2 separate regions of the Macaca mulatta genome follow, and region 2 is linked to region 1. Evidence: chromatin contacts called from public Hi-C data. All regions are on one chromosome and are shown on one strand. The core of a region is the stretch at or near the end of the contact, and the rest is flanking DNA. Distances in the headings are between cores, read along the strand shown. Region 1 overlaps FTO (FTO alpha-ketoglutarate dependent dioxygenase). Region 2 overlaps FTO (FTO alpha-ketoglutarate dependent dioxygenase).

Region 1 (7,776 bases), core at 1,342-3,841:
CAGAATGGGTTTATATTAACTGGCTTTTGAGCTTCTTCAGCCCAGAATTGTGTATAACGTAAACATATTTGAGCTTTTATGTAAGGACCTAGTGAAGGTTTGTAAACACAACACTGTTAATTTTCCAACTCATAGAATGACAGAAAAATAAATAAAAAGCCGCTGGAATAATTGGACGACACTTGTTACTCAGAACTGTGAGTGTTGGAAGCGTGTCAGAGGAACAGTGGGCCTGCCACAAGCACCACATTTTAGGTTAAAATCGGAGAAGAAAATTGCACATGGAATTTTAATTTTTTCCATGGTCGTAAGTTCGGCCCCATTTAATTCTTTGTGGTTTTTACAAGCCCTCTTAGGCTCCTAATATTTCTATAGCAACAATTTTAACGTTTATTTTAGAACGTGGTCAGAATTAACCGACAGAAGACCAAACAGGAGAAAATAGGTTTAAAGCAGGAAATACTTTAGCCGGGCCACTAACTTACCCTCTATGACCTTAGACAAACTGTTTGCCTTCTCTGTGCTTTGAATCTCTTATTTCTTAAAATGGAGATTATAATACCCACCCCTTTGTGTCTCCTACATCAGGTAAAAGTGAAACAATAACTCCTCAATATACCTTTGCTTATATTCAAAGCTCCAGGTAAATGTAAAATGTTGCTATAATTACCTAAAAAAAGCTAAGAGGATTTTTCTTTGTTGATTCCAAGGTGAGTTGTAGAAATTCCAGAGGATAGATTAACGTAGTTGGAGGGCTCAGACTTCTACATCTGTGTAGATAGTACCTATTTTCATACACTGTGGCCTGGCTCTGTTTCTGGCCTGGCCCTGTTTCCAAGGTTTAAGTTCCATTCTTTTAACTGTGTATCAACTATTTTCACTTGGTTATTCTGCTTTTACTTAAGCCCTTTATATATGGCTGGATTTAGTTTTAGGAAACAGAAACTATGTGAGATAGGAAAATAGGTTCATATAAAGTCATTAGGAGGACCAGAGAAATGGGCTGAAGGTGGAGCCTCCAGAGATGGGCTTCTGAAACAATATCACAGACTGGCTTGCCAGGGTAGCCGCTCATCCATCACACTCGGGAAGGGCTAAGAATCAGGAGTCATTCCTAGAACTGTTGATTTGTAAGAACACACAACCATAGTTGTAGTTGGGATCAGGAAGGTACCACCATTAAAACTGGCATTTGAGAACTACAAAGTGAATGGCCAGATTCTGGAATGTTACTGCCTCATGACTATGTTGCCTGCGAAAAAAGTTGAAACAGTCAAGGTGATGGCCTCCATTTTATTTTTGACTTCTGATTCTCACATGCCGCCATTAAATTGATGAAACTTATTTCTCATCCAGAACTCCTAGCTGCAAAAAGGTCTGAGAAATATAGTGTTTACCTTTCATCCTCTGCTCTACAGGAAGGCACAATAAGAGGAGATTGGAAGGGTGCTGAGTACCACCTTATCTACCTCTTCCCCCAGCATGTTTAAAATAAAATATCTTTACCTCCGACTCGTATTGCATTTTCTGTCCAGCACAGCAGCTAGTTTATTGGACCCTCAGTAGATGTGTTAATGACATTGACTTCCTTATTTCTTTGTATGGCCCCACCTTTCCTAGTCATGTGTTTTGGTACCATATTAGATTTCAGATCCACCTACCTATCTGTAACTCTTGATTCCTATTCATTTCCATTGCTGTCTTCTTGTTCAGGTCCAGCTCCTCTCTGCCTGGGCTTTTGCAGTGGTCTCTTTATCTGGCCTTTGGTTTCTTTCACTGTAACCATATTATAAGTAGATTGGTGTTTAAAAATCAGAACAACAAATAACAAACATGCTTCCATTGTGCTCCCTGTCCTTCTCAAAAGCTTTTTGAGGCTCCTCATTACATGCAGGATAGAATCCAGACTCCTTAGCTTGACTTTCAGGACCTACCATAATCAGGGTGCAATCTATCATTCCAGCCTTATCTTCCATTTTCCCCCTGCTGGAACTGAATTTTAGCCAAAAGGTCTAATCACTGATGTCTGAGTGTCTTGTCCTTTACTAACTTTTCAGCTCTGCTATCCTTTTGCCTGCTTTTAATAGTCTGTTTTCTTTTCTCATTTATTTATTCCTTTGATCGCTTAGGCACAGTTTTTTTCTCCTTCTTCATACTTACAGCATGGTTTACTAAGGCGTTTTAATTTTATTACCTGTATTGTTAGTTTTCTTTTTATGACTGTATACCTTCCACTCCTTTTTATGTAGACAATGTAAATATTTGTTGTGGATTGATTTGTTGATTTTTCATGGTTTAGACATCTACTTGCATGGGAAAAAGGGGATGGTGGAGGGTCAGTCTGGGGGCTGAAGCGGTACTCTAGCTGTGTGATTTTGTCCTTTTGATTACCATTGAAAGGACAAATTAACTATTTGCTTTGAGCAAACTAATGCTGAGTTTTGTGGATTTAGTGTTTGAAAAGGGCCCTGGGAAGGAAAACCCTGGAGTTGAGCTCCTTATCCCCGTTTGCCAGGCTGGATGAGCTCCATGTCCATACCCCTGCATTGCAGTTTGCTGAAGTGTGGGTTGTGAAATAGCAATGGAATTTGTCTGTGGTTTCTCGCCAGCGAGGAGGAGGAAGAAGGATTCTGAGTAAATCAGACATGCAAATTAGTAAGGCCCATGGGCCTTAAGCGAATTACACAATAAAGCCCAAAGAAATTCACTTTGGCTTCTTTCTGCTTTTTGTGTGTGTGAGAAGGCAGCTATTATGTATTTGCTTTAGGCCAGAAGTTCACAAATTTTTTGGCTTCAGGACCCTTTTTTACTCCTAAAAATTATTGAGGACCCAAAAATCTTTTGTTTATATGGGTTATACCTATCAATATTTACTGTACTAGGAACTAAAAAGCCTTTATTGATTTAAAAATAGCAACACCCTTTCATTACAAGTTAATGTAATGTTTTTTATGAAAAATAACTCTTTTCCACTGTAAAAAATTAGCAAGAAGTGTGCCATTGTTTTACTTTTCTGCAGATCTCTTTCCTGTCTAGCTTGATGCTTGATTCTTACACTTTTTTGTTTAGTCGCTGTAATACGTTGTTTTGGTTGAACTATATGAACAAAATCTGGCCTCACACAGACAGTAATGGAAAAAGGGAGTATTTTAATTGCTTCTTCAGCTATTAAATGTTGATATTTTTCTTTGATATTATTCCCAAACTTGTCAAGTGATAGCTTCTATTTTAAAACATTTTTGTTTTTAATTGACAATAATTATCTATATTTATGGGGCATGTTGTGATGTTCCATGCACACATTGTGGCGTGATTAAATCAAGCTAATTAACATACCTATTGCCACACATACTTATTATTTCTTTGTGGTGAGAATACTTAAAACCTACTATTTTAGCAAATTTGAAATATACATTACTGTAAACTAGTCAGCATGCTGTGCAACAGACCACTAGAACTTAGGTGTCCTGTCAAACTGAATTTTTTACCCTTTGACTAACATCTCCCCTTTCTCCGGTCTATCCCACCAACCTCTGACAATTACTGTTCTACTCTCTACTTCTATGGGTTTGACTTTTTTAGATTGCATATTTTAGGGAGATCTGTACCTGGCTTATTTCACTTAGCATAATGCCCTCTAGATTCAAGATTCATCCATGCTGTCACAGATGACAGAATTTCCTTTTGTAAGGCTGAATATTATTCCATTTTCTTTAGACAAGTGATAATTTCTTAAAGGTTACTTGCAGGGTGGAATCTCAAGCTATCTTAATTAACGTTTCCTACTTTGTTATATTAAAATCTGTTTATCTCTTTTGCACTTCGAATGCATCTTTTACATTCAAATGATTTTGTAACATTACGTTTTGATCATTTGGAAAATTATCATGTCACTGAGTTATACAGATCTTCCAAATGTTGATGCATTTCATTATATAATGTAAAAAAAGGTTACACTCATCAGTATCACCACTGATCTTATGGTACAAGTCTTTAAGTATTGGGAAGCCCCAAGCTCAAGGTAGCAAATATAAATTTTCTAAATGTCTGATTTTTCTTGACAATCTGAAGTTTATCATTGGTAGCAAATATGGTCAGTTGTTTTTCTTGAAGTGGCAAGCTCACTTTATTAATTGTTGAGAAATGTCTGTCAAATACTCAAGTCTGATTAACCAGAAAAATATCAGTCAGCTATTTTTTTCAAGTAAAAATGGTGTTCTGTGGGGCAAATTCAGCCCAGAACTCAAATCACACATGTACTTTTCTTTGAGATGACCATTTTACTTTGGTATTTATCAGAAGTACTTTATGTATGTTTCCTAATTTGTCACACAGTATAGTAAAAAGATAGCTACTTAAAGCTCAAGATTTAATAGAATTGATGATTTTTCCTGCCTTACTGAGGACATGCTTAAGTGAAACTAACTTCCTTTCTCTTCTTTCTCTTTTAAATGGAATGCGTGGTAAAGAACACAGTGACTGGTAAGTTTTTGAGGTCTATTATGATAGCCTGCTGACTATAGTTAAAAATAATGTATATTTCAAAATTGCTAAAATGATAGATTTTAAATGCTTTCATCACAAAGTATGTGAGGTGATGGATAAGTTGATTAGCTTGACTTAATTATTCCACAATGTGTACAAATGCGGAAACATCACATTGTACTCCATAAATATGTATTACTTGTCAGTTAAATATAGATATTAAAAAAACTGAATACTAGTTTAGTTGGGTACCACTGGCTTGATTAGTGACAAGGCACCTGCAGTTTTACCCAGCATTCTTTTAAACCATCAGTGGAAATGTCCACACAGCAAATAACAGTATTGTTATGAAAATAGTATTGATCTTGTGGAACCTTTGCCAAATTTCCGCACTGTACCAAATAGGAAGATTTGAGTAGCTAAAAATTCAGAGTGGAATAAGAGGCAACCTGGAGGAGAAAATTTCTCTCCTGTTCTGAGATTGCTGTTAGCCCAGGATCAGAATTCCTGGGGCCTGATTTTGTGAGTTTAAGAAGCACAGGGAGATTTTTTTTTTTCCCTACCTGCCTTTGGTGATAATACATGTTTAACCTAACTCAATGTGATTGTGGGTTTTTTTGTTTTGTTTTGTTTTGAATTGTTGTTTCTGTTAGAAAAATAATGAATGGCAAGGGCTGCAGAGATCAGTTGTTTGTGAGATGACTGAGAAGGTAATAGGACCTCCTATTTGGGCCATTAAGAAAAGCCTTCTGTAAAAAAAGAACCCATTTTGAGCAACATGCGAAAATTCTCTAAGTCAGTTGGCCTCATTTGTAAGCCTTTGATTGCTTTATTTGTTTGTTTGCTTGCTTGTTTATTTATTTATGTTTGGAAGGCAATCTTTCTGCTTCCTGAATGGCTGTCAGAGCTCCCAAATAACATCATCCCTTTGCTGGTGTGAATATAGCCTAGACTTGAGGCAGCAATTAACTGATCATGTAATAGAAGAATCCCAATTTTCCAGTTTCTTTTTTTAACTTCTTGGGTGGTTGGGGCACATCATTGAAACAATTATTACATTTACTCAAGAGTTTGTCTTTTCTATTAAAAAAAAAATTCCATCTAAGTGCCTTACGGTGAAGAGGAGGAGATTGTGTAACTGGAGTCTCCCCTTAACTGGTCTTTATTGTTAAAGAAGAGTGATCCCTTTGTGTTTCAGCTTGGCACACAGAAACGGTTTTAATTTAACAGTCCAGCTCCTTTAATAGATCAATTCTCTATTGTGGTTTGAATTTGGTGCACTCCCAATTTACTCTAAGCTTCTATGGGCTTCCTTGGAGAAATTGGGGCAGAGATGCCAAAGAGTCATTTTGGGTACAATTTAGAGTTTGTTTATTTATATAAATGTATACATGTAAAGGGTACCAGTGCAGTTCTGTTACATGGATATATTGTGTAGTGGTAAAGTCTGGGTCAGCTTTTAGCGTAACCATCATCTGAATAATGTACATTATATCCATTAATTTCTAGTTTTATCTCAAACCTCTTATTAATTAATGCTAGCCATGGAAGGTAACTAGCACTTGTAAATGCCTGCTGTGTGTTAGATGCTCTAGTAGGTGTTTTAGACACCCTCCTCTAATCTTCATGGTGACTTTCTGATATATCCTGAACCTGCACAGTTCTCTCCACTTCTGTCACTACTACTACAGGCCAAGCCACCATCATTTCTTGCACAGACTTCTGCACCCCCAATTTGGCCTCCCTACTTCAACTTTTAACAGTCTCCTCCCTCTCATAATCCACTTTCCATACATAAGTTGGATTTATTTTAAAAATATATATCAAATGATGTCGCCTCACTGCCTGTAAGACTCTTCAGTGACTTAATGACAAACAGAATGAGATCCTTCTCCTGCTCTGGCTGACAGGACCAGAACAGCCTGGGTTCTGTAGCTCTGAGAGCTCACCAGCCACTCTGTCCTTGCTCGTCCACTGTGGTCCAGACTTGCTGGCTTGCTTTCTGTCCCTGGAAGCCACCAGACTGGTTCTTCCTTAGGGCCTTTGTACCAGCTGTTTTTCCTGCTTGGAACACTTTCCCCAGATCTTTAGTCTGGGCCTGGCTTCTTGTGATTTGTGTATTGCCTAAAATGACACCCACTCAATGTGCCTTCCCTGACCAGCTGAGCTACAGCAGTGTCCCAACACTGCATCACTAGATTTTTTTTTCTTTCTTTCTTTCTTTCTTTCTTTCTTTCTTTCTTTCTTTCTTTCTTTCTTTCTCTTTCTCTCTCTCTCTTTCTCTCTCTTTCTCTTTTTCTTTCTTTCTTTCTTTCTTTCTTTCTTTCTTTCTTTCTTTCTTTCTTTCTTTCTCTTTCTCTCTCTCTTTCTCTTTTTCTTTCTTTCTTTCTTTCTTTCTTTCTTTCTTTCTTTCTTTCTTTCTTTCTTTCTTTCTTTCTTTCTTTCTTTCCTTCTTTCCTTCTTTCCTTCTTTCCTTCTTTCCTTCTTTCCTTCTTTCCTTCTTTCCTTCTTTCCTTCTTTCCTTCTTCTTTGAGATGGAGATTTGCTGTTGTTGCCCAGGCTGGAGTGCAGTGGCATAATCTGGGCTCACTGTAACCACCTCCTGGGTTCAAGCAATTCTCCCGCCTCACCCTCCCAAGTGGCTAGGAATACAGGCATGCACCACCATGCCTGGCTAATTTTTTGTATTTTCAGTAGAGACGGGGTTTCGCCATATTGGTCAGGCTGGTCTAGAACTCCTGACCTCAGGTGATTCACCTGCCTCGGCCTCCCAAAGTGCTGGAATTACAGGCATGAGCCCCTGAGCCACCGCACTCAGCCTAGATTTTATTGTCATTAAATCACTTGATGCAGTGCAGAGTGAGTTTCTGCTGTTAGACTGTCTGGATTTCAATCATGGCCTTATCATTTACTGGCTGTGTGATTTTGGAGAAGTTACTTAACTTTTCAGGACTTTCATTTTCTTCTTTATAAAATGGAAATATTATTATATCCTTCCATTGTAAGAATTGAATAAGGTAGTACTTAGCATCTTTTATGGTTTCTGACACATTGTACATAGTCAAGAACTGTTAAATATTACTATTTTAATGTAATGTTATTAAAATCATTGCATATTTTATAGCTTATTTATTTGGCTATTTTTCTGTCTCTTCTACCAGGAATATAAGCTTTATGAGGGAAAGAATCTTATCTGTCACATTCCCAACTGTGCCCCTAGAGCTTAGAACAGTGCTTAGCACATAGTAGGCATTCACCAAATCTTTGCTGATTATTAAAATCTAAGATATA
Region 2 (7,186 bases), core at 1,295-3,794, 120 kb after region 1:
TTTCTTTTTTCTTTTTTTTTTTTTTTGAGACAGTGTCTCGCTCTGTCACCCAGGCTGGAGTGCAGTGGCGCGGTATCGGCTCACTGCAAGCTCCGCCTCCCGGATTCACGCTATTCTCCAGCCTCAGCCTCCTGAGTAGCTGGGACTACAGGCGCCTGCCACCGCACCTGGCTCATTTTTTGTATTTTTAGTAGAGACGGGGTTTCACCGTGGTCTCGATCTCCTGACCTTGTGATCCGCCCGCCTCGGCCTCCCAAAGTGCTGGGATTACAGGCGTGAGCCAGCGTGCCCGGCCCTGTATTCCCCGTTTTTCTAACGAGGAGACCAAAACACAAAGGGTTTATGTAACTTCCTCAAGGTCACCCAGCTAACAGGTGAGGAAGCTGGAATTTGAACTCTAGAAGGCTGCCTCTGGGGTCCTTGCTCTTCACCACCTCACTGTTCTGCCTTCAAACAATCGGATTTGGAATGTAGTAGAAAAGTGGTAAACGCCTGCAAACTCTGGAGATAGTACCTCTGCACAGAATTTGAAATGTGCTGGAAACAATGAACTAATCTGCAAAAATGGATAGCTATTGCTAATCCCTATTTTATTTTTATAAAGCCACTTTATTGGGGTATGATTGCCCTACAAAAAACTGTACTTATTTAATGTGTACAACCTGAGTTTAGAGATACGTGTACATTTGTGAAACCATCACAGCAGTCTATGCCATAAACCTATCCATCACCTCCAAAAGTTTTCTTCTGTCTTATTTATTATAATTATTATTTTTGTTATAAGAATATTTAACATAGGGTCTACCCTAATTCCTACTTTATAATAATGAAAATGTCAAGTCACAACTCTGAAGGCCCCAGTTTAAAAGTCGGGATCAGAATCCAAAAGTCCTTGCTTTCCAGACATCTCAAATCTTTAAATCGTACCTTTTCATGGATATGTGTCTGGGGAAGGAATGTTATAATCCTTTTAATGTATTAATAGTATCACAAAAATTGATTTCTCCAAAGACCTGAATCAATGCAAAACCGAGCATTGTGAAACTGAATTGGAGTTAATGAAAAGTCTGTGCCTAAATCTCCTTGGTCAGTTCTGTTCCTAAACTAAGCCTGTTATGAGTACTCTCCATTTTTATGGGCTTCTTATATAAAGGCAGCTTCAGTTTCAGGGCAACGTTTTTTTTCCTCCTACTGTGTAATTCTGATTTTGTCCATTTACATATGAGTTAGAACCTCTTAACTTGATGAACCTTGGCTCTAAGACATCAGCTTGACTTTGAAGTTGTAATTTGACAACTCTGTGAATTAGAGTTGAAGAGCAAATAAGAAAGGAGCTCTTAATGATTTTTTTTTTTTTTTTTTGAGACGGAGTCTTGCTCTGTCATCCAGCCTGGAGTGCAATGGCACGATCTCAGCTCCCTGCAACCTCCGCCTCCTGGGTTCAAGCAATTCTCCTGCCTCAGCCTCCCGAGTAGCTGGGATTACAGGTGCCCGCCACTGTGCCTGCCTAATTTTTGTATTTTTTAGAAGAGACAGAGTTTCACCATGTTGGCCAGGCTGGTCTCCAACTTCTGACCTCAGGTAATCTGCCCATCTCAGCCTCCTAAAGTGTTGGGATTACAGGCGTGAACCACCGTACTTGGCCCTTGATTTTGTTTTTGTTCAAGAGCCTTTTTTTTTTTTTTTTGTAAAATCTAGCCCAGCAAGGTGGCTTATACCTGTCTTCTCAGCATTTTGGGAGGCCAAATTGGGAGGATTCCTTGAGCCCAGGAGTTTGAGACTAGTGTGGGCAACATAGTGAGACCTCATCTGTACGAAATAAAAAACATTATCCGCCTGTGGTGGTGCGTGCCTATAGTCTGAGCTACTTGGGAGGCTGAGGTGAGAGGATCATTGGAGCCCAGGAGGTCAAGGCTACAGTGAACTGTGATCGCCTTACTGCGCTCTAGCCTGGGTGACAGAGTGAGACCTTGTCTCACGTACACACACACACACACACACACACACACAAAATAAAATATTGGTATTGTGAGCTTACCAGTGTTATTCATTATGAATTCATTTAAGGGATTTAGTTATATCTACGTAAATTGGTGCATAAATAATTTGAAGGTGGTGGCACATTCGTTAAGAGAAAATATCTTTTGTTTTGTCGCTCTTGTATAAAAAATACCAAAAGGAAAAACAATTCTGCGAACTCTCTGGCCCAAGTTTCCCAGCAGTTGGCATGGAATTCCTAAGTGTTCTGAGGGAGATCAGTGGCCTCAGTGTCTCTCCTCAGCATGCCTTGGGATGATCTTTATCAGCAGAGTCAAGATTTAGGCCCAGATAAAAGGGATGTTTCTTCCAAATTAAATGTAAGCATTGCTTCAAGCCTTTTACAAATGACTTCTTACAAATTCAAGTAATTTCTTTTTTTTATTGGAAAAGACAGAACAGAATAATTGTTGGATGGGTCTACGGTTCTGTGGCTGTGTTCGTGCAGTGCCATCTGGTATGTGTATACTCGGGTGGAATTGGCAGTGGCTGGTTAGATTTCCACTTGGTACCAGCCCACCTCATATTTTCTCAGTTGCCAGCAGTAGGGGGCAATGTTGAGCTACCAGATTGAGGCCCCAAGATGTTAGCCTTTCAGGAAAATGCATACAAAAATACCATTAACTGTCAAGAATTATCCCTGTTGCTTCAAGTTAGCTGTAATCTCCAAGATTCCATAACACAGGATATCAGTTGTGGGTTAACAAATTCAACAGCAATTTACCATAAAAAGTACAGTGTTTGGTGCACATTTGGATTGTATAGCATTAGACTAATCCAAATGGAATTTCTGAGTGTCCTCACTTTGCTTCCAGGGACTATCTGACTCAAAATGATGATCATTTTAGACAAATGATTCTTTTTTATCTTTATGCTTTTTTTGAATTGTAAAATCATGTGTGTGTTGTGGAAGGATTTCTTTAATCAGTGCATTTTGTCCTGCAAAATATCATCAATCTCTTTTGCTGAGAAAATAAAATAAAAAACCTCAGGGAATATGTACATTACTTTTCCCCTTTTGCTTATGAGTAAAGCAACCTTTATCGGCCCTTGTACGAGGGAAGAGACTTGCGCTGTGATTTCTGTCTTTGTGTTCTTTTTTCACTTTGTGGTTGGAAGGTGTAGTCTCAGGAAGGATATAGAAGAATGGAAAATGAGCTTTGAAATCGCTTTTCTTCCATTAATGGTAATTGCTTCACATGTCATAACCAGTCACATATTTCAAAAAGTTTAGTCAGCTGTCTCTAAAACTCCCCCATCCTCCACTTCCCATTTCCTGTCCCAGCAAACACCATTTTTATCACACTGTTTATTCTTGCCATTTTTCTCCCGGCGGATAGTTTTACCCCGTCCATGCTCTTGTGATGTAAATGTTAAACCTTATATTTGAATGACATTCTGATAAAATATCACATTTTCCCTGAATATTACCTCATGAATGTATGAGCCATTAAGCCCAAAGCAACATAACCCTTTCTTATAACCCAGGAATTTAGTCTGGCCTTTCCCCTCCTCTTTGCTCCCTATTGAGGATGGCATTATAACACTATAATACTATTCAAATATTTGTTTTTTATTTTAATTTTTTAAAAACCCGATGCACTTCCTTCCCGCCACCGCCCCCGCCATCCAAGATGATTGTGTTATGAGAAGACTCTTCAGGATAAGAGAGAGTTACCATTTGAAAGAAACTGTGCAACTGCTTTGCTTTCTGGGTAAAGAGAAATATGAAAAGCTAAAGTCTCCTGTGAGGTGAGGAAGTCTTGCTGTAGCCAGAGATTCAACGGATAGGCCATTTGTCTCTCAGGGTCTGGTATCGCTCTTTGCAAAACTGACATTTATTTTACCTATAAAAATGTTTTAACACTATCAAATTCACAATGATACAGAAAAGAATGCTAGGTGCGAAATCCTCTAAATTGGTGACATTTATTCCTTTCCTATTGACCTTAAAAAAAAAAAAAAAGGTCAATTTGGTATAATCCAGTGGAAATATTTGACAATCGTTTTCAGAGTAAACATTTTCAAAAGTATTGATGATTTCTATACTGGAGAGAAATTCTTCTGGCTGTTTTCCTTGGTTTTTTTCTTTTAGAAGAAAAAGTAGATCCTGATGGTTTTGAATGTTTTTAATTGCATTTCCTGTTCTGACAATTCCTTGTGCTGTTATAGCAATGCATTTAAATGGCAGTTGGCCTTAATAACCTTTATTGACTTTAGTGGGTAGGAGCCAAGACTGGATTATTTTAATGTATCCGTTTTGAAACAGTGTAAAACACAACATATAATTATGTTAGGTAAGCTATAGGCTACATTTATTTCTATCCATTTATGTTAAAATTTGGCACAGGAGAGCAGAGAGATGTGGAAAATGAGTAGGTGTTTTATTTAATAATGTAACCAGTTTCTTGTTGTTAAAGTTTTAAGAGAGAAATGTACTTAAGAAGGTAAAGGTTGTCCCTGACAAGTTAGTTATAATAGTTTAACTTTAAGATGAGTCATGCCTTTTCCCCTGCTATTTTGGCCTGTGTAAATCATCTGGGAAGGCCCTTGCCAGGAGCCTGCCCGTGGCTGTGTGGATGAGTCTTCCTCAGCGTAGGTTACACTTCATGTAGGTTACACAGTCATAGGGAATGATTGAGCCGAGCAGTAGTTTGTTTATTTTTGGAGAGATTAATGAAGCTCTCATCAGAGTGCTTTAGAATAAATTCTTTAAAACTGAATATAGGAACAAGGTTGCTTTTCCATTTACTGAAATATTTACTGAGTATACTGGTATTTGCTATTGTATTATAGTTCAATTAGCTAAGTTTATTTTAAACTTCCTTCTAGGATTGAAAATTTTTGGGGATGTGCAGAAGAAAGTGATGTAAATATAAATATTGAATTTTTTTTGTTTGCATTAATGGGAAAGTCACCAATTGTTGTGTGTGTGTGTGTGTGTGTGTGTGTGTGTATAATTTTTTTCTCCCTTTTTTTCAGTGTTAATGTGCACAGTAAGTTACATCAGCCAACATAATCCAGTCTCCTCATTTTTTCAGGGTTAGCATTTCTGATTTAGGAGCAGAGTATATTATAATAATTTAGGATCCTATGTGAGATGTCTAGTGGTTTTAAATTAAAATGTAAATTCTCTTTTTTGACTGGGGCAGTGCTGAGTGACTCAAGATAAGCACAGATTAGAGGTGGATAAAGAGTCATAAGCATCCAAAAATTCAGTTTCTGAAACCGGTATGCAGACCTTTATGTTTAGTTTTGAAAATTTGGAAAAACGAAAAAGTCACTTGCAGCTGGAGCAGCTTAAAATCTTTGGTTTAAATCTTTGGTTTTTGGTTATCTTAAAAGTGTTCAGGGAAGCTCGATTCTTTCCATTCTCCTTCCTACCCACCCACTCCAATTCCCCACCCACTCCAATTCCCCACAGCTATATTGTTCTATTAAAAGTAAAACATCTGGGGAGAAATTTTACATGTGATTTAGCAATGAATTTCTTACACGTTTTGATTCCTTTTTTGATTATCTTATGAATTTCAGAGTTTTCCATTTTTTTCCCTAAGCGTCTGCACCTTTAGTAAGGAATTTTACAAGAAAGTGTTGTGTATCCTGTGTTTTCGGGAAAAAAGAATATACAATTCCAAGAGAATTCAGGCTTAAGCCTCAAAAACACAGTGTGCATCGAAAGCACAAAGGACTGTGTTTATGATTCTCTTTGAAGTGTTTTTGCAACTGGATAAGGAAAATTTTAGAAACCGTCTGATAGTGTTCAGGGTAAATACTTAAACCCCTTTAGAGAATTTCACACACAGATACTGTGCAGCAGAAAAAAGGGATACTTATGTTTCTTAAAGCTGCTACAGCCTACAGCTTTGTACTTAAAGACAGAGGTGTTGAATAGAATTCTACTGAGGATACATCCAGTGACAATATCTCCAGGAACATCAGAGCAAACCAGTGGGTAGGACTTTCTGTTTTTAACCCTTACATGAGCTGTGTGAGAGTTGAGCTTTATTGGTACCAAGTCCTAGGATGTGCCTGGTACATCTCAGGAATGTTAAGAGGATCGTTCCTAGTGCCTCTGCTCTGCACACAATAGGAGCAAGACTAAAAATGCTGAAGATGCTGAGACAAAGTGACAGGAGCTAGGAAATTCCAAGTGACAGCCTTGCCATCTCTCTTAACTCTTAGTGTGTGGAGAGAAAAACTGGAGTAAACAGCCAGGGTTTCTGTTTTAACCTCGGTTCTGTAGGATTTGGCTAAATTTTGACAACCTTCGTTAAACACACGCACGTACATGTGCACACACACACATGCGCACATTTCACACATTCTATACGTAAAGAAAAAAAGATGAATTCTGCTGCTTTAAATAGTTTTAACCATCCTGAAATTCAAATTGATGTAAAGGTGTGAAGATCCTGCTATTTTCCCTGGGGTGCTATTTTAGCCTTGGCTGCTGGAATTTATTTTGGATTGCTTTGACTAGCAGACCATCATAGCATTTCAGATATGAATTAAGAAACCCTGGTGCAGGATTGGAATGTCAGAAATTTCTATTTTTCCTGGAGAAGATATAACATAAAACAAATGATATACCTTATTTCATCTAGGTTGTTTTTTTTGGGGGGGAGGTGGGGAGCATGGTAGAGGGATTAAATTCAGCTCTAGGCTGTTATTTATTTTATTATAATTACCTCTGAAATATCCTAGAAGAATCTCAGTCTAGAAGAATGAAGTAGTTTGCAAAATAATAATAATAATCATCAGACCTGCAGTTTTGAAAGAGAAGCAAGATTTCCAAAGGATGTCATGCCATTTATTTGGAATATTGTCAAGATGTTAGAATCTTTTTTTTCCCCAAGTTGGTTAAGGAATAATCGCTAAACCTGTTACCTTTTGAAGAGTATTGTTATGATGATCCAATGAGAAAGTTTGTAAAATATGAAACACATAAATGCAAGGTATCACCAGTATTGATTTTAGAAGGAAGTGTGAACGGTCTTCAGCTGAGGAATCCTTACTTCGAGGCCGGTTGACCGAGTCTTCCTTGGTGACAGCATCCCTTTCCTTTCCTCATTTTCCTTCCTCTGGAGCTGGGGTTCAGTCCAGGAGCTAAAGGGACTCACAACAATTTGGAACTCAGTGCTCCTCT

What was found. A called contact is a pair of places that touch in the nucleus more often than the background predicts.
Region 2: a contact with region 1 is called in a Hi-C map of fibroblasts, with 3 times the contacts expected there. The contact joins two enhancer-like sites. A contact is called at or near these places in 2 of 14 Hi-C or Micro-C datasets (blood and fibroblasts).

Annotation. Positions count from the first base shown.
Region 1 is chr20:49,252,855-49,260,630 of T2T-MMU8v2.0, forward strand. The region is part of intron 1 of FTO (FTO alpha-ketoglutarate dependent dioxygenase); the gene reads left to right. Among named protein-coding and RNA genes, the nearest start is that of FTO, 74 kb to the left of the region's middle. Within about 2 kb of position 2,592, at least 2 of the 40 cell types and tissues checked have an H3K27ac peak or open chromatin away from gene starts, as enhancers often do.
Region 2 is chr20:49,373,822-49,381,007 of T2T-MMU8v2.0, forward strand. All of the region lies in intron 7 of FTO (FTO alpha-ketoglutarate dependent dioxygenase), which reads left to right. Among named protein-coding and RNA genes, the nearest start is that of FTO, 200 kb to the left of the region's middle. Within about 2 kb of position 2,545, at least 3 of the 40 cell types and tissues checked have an H3K27ac peak or open chromatin away from gene starts, as enhancers often do.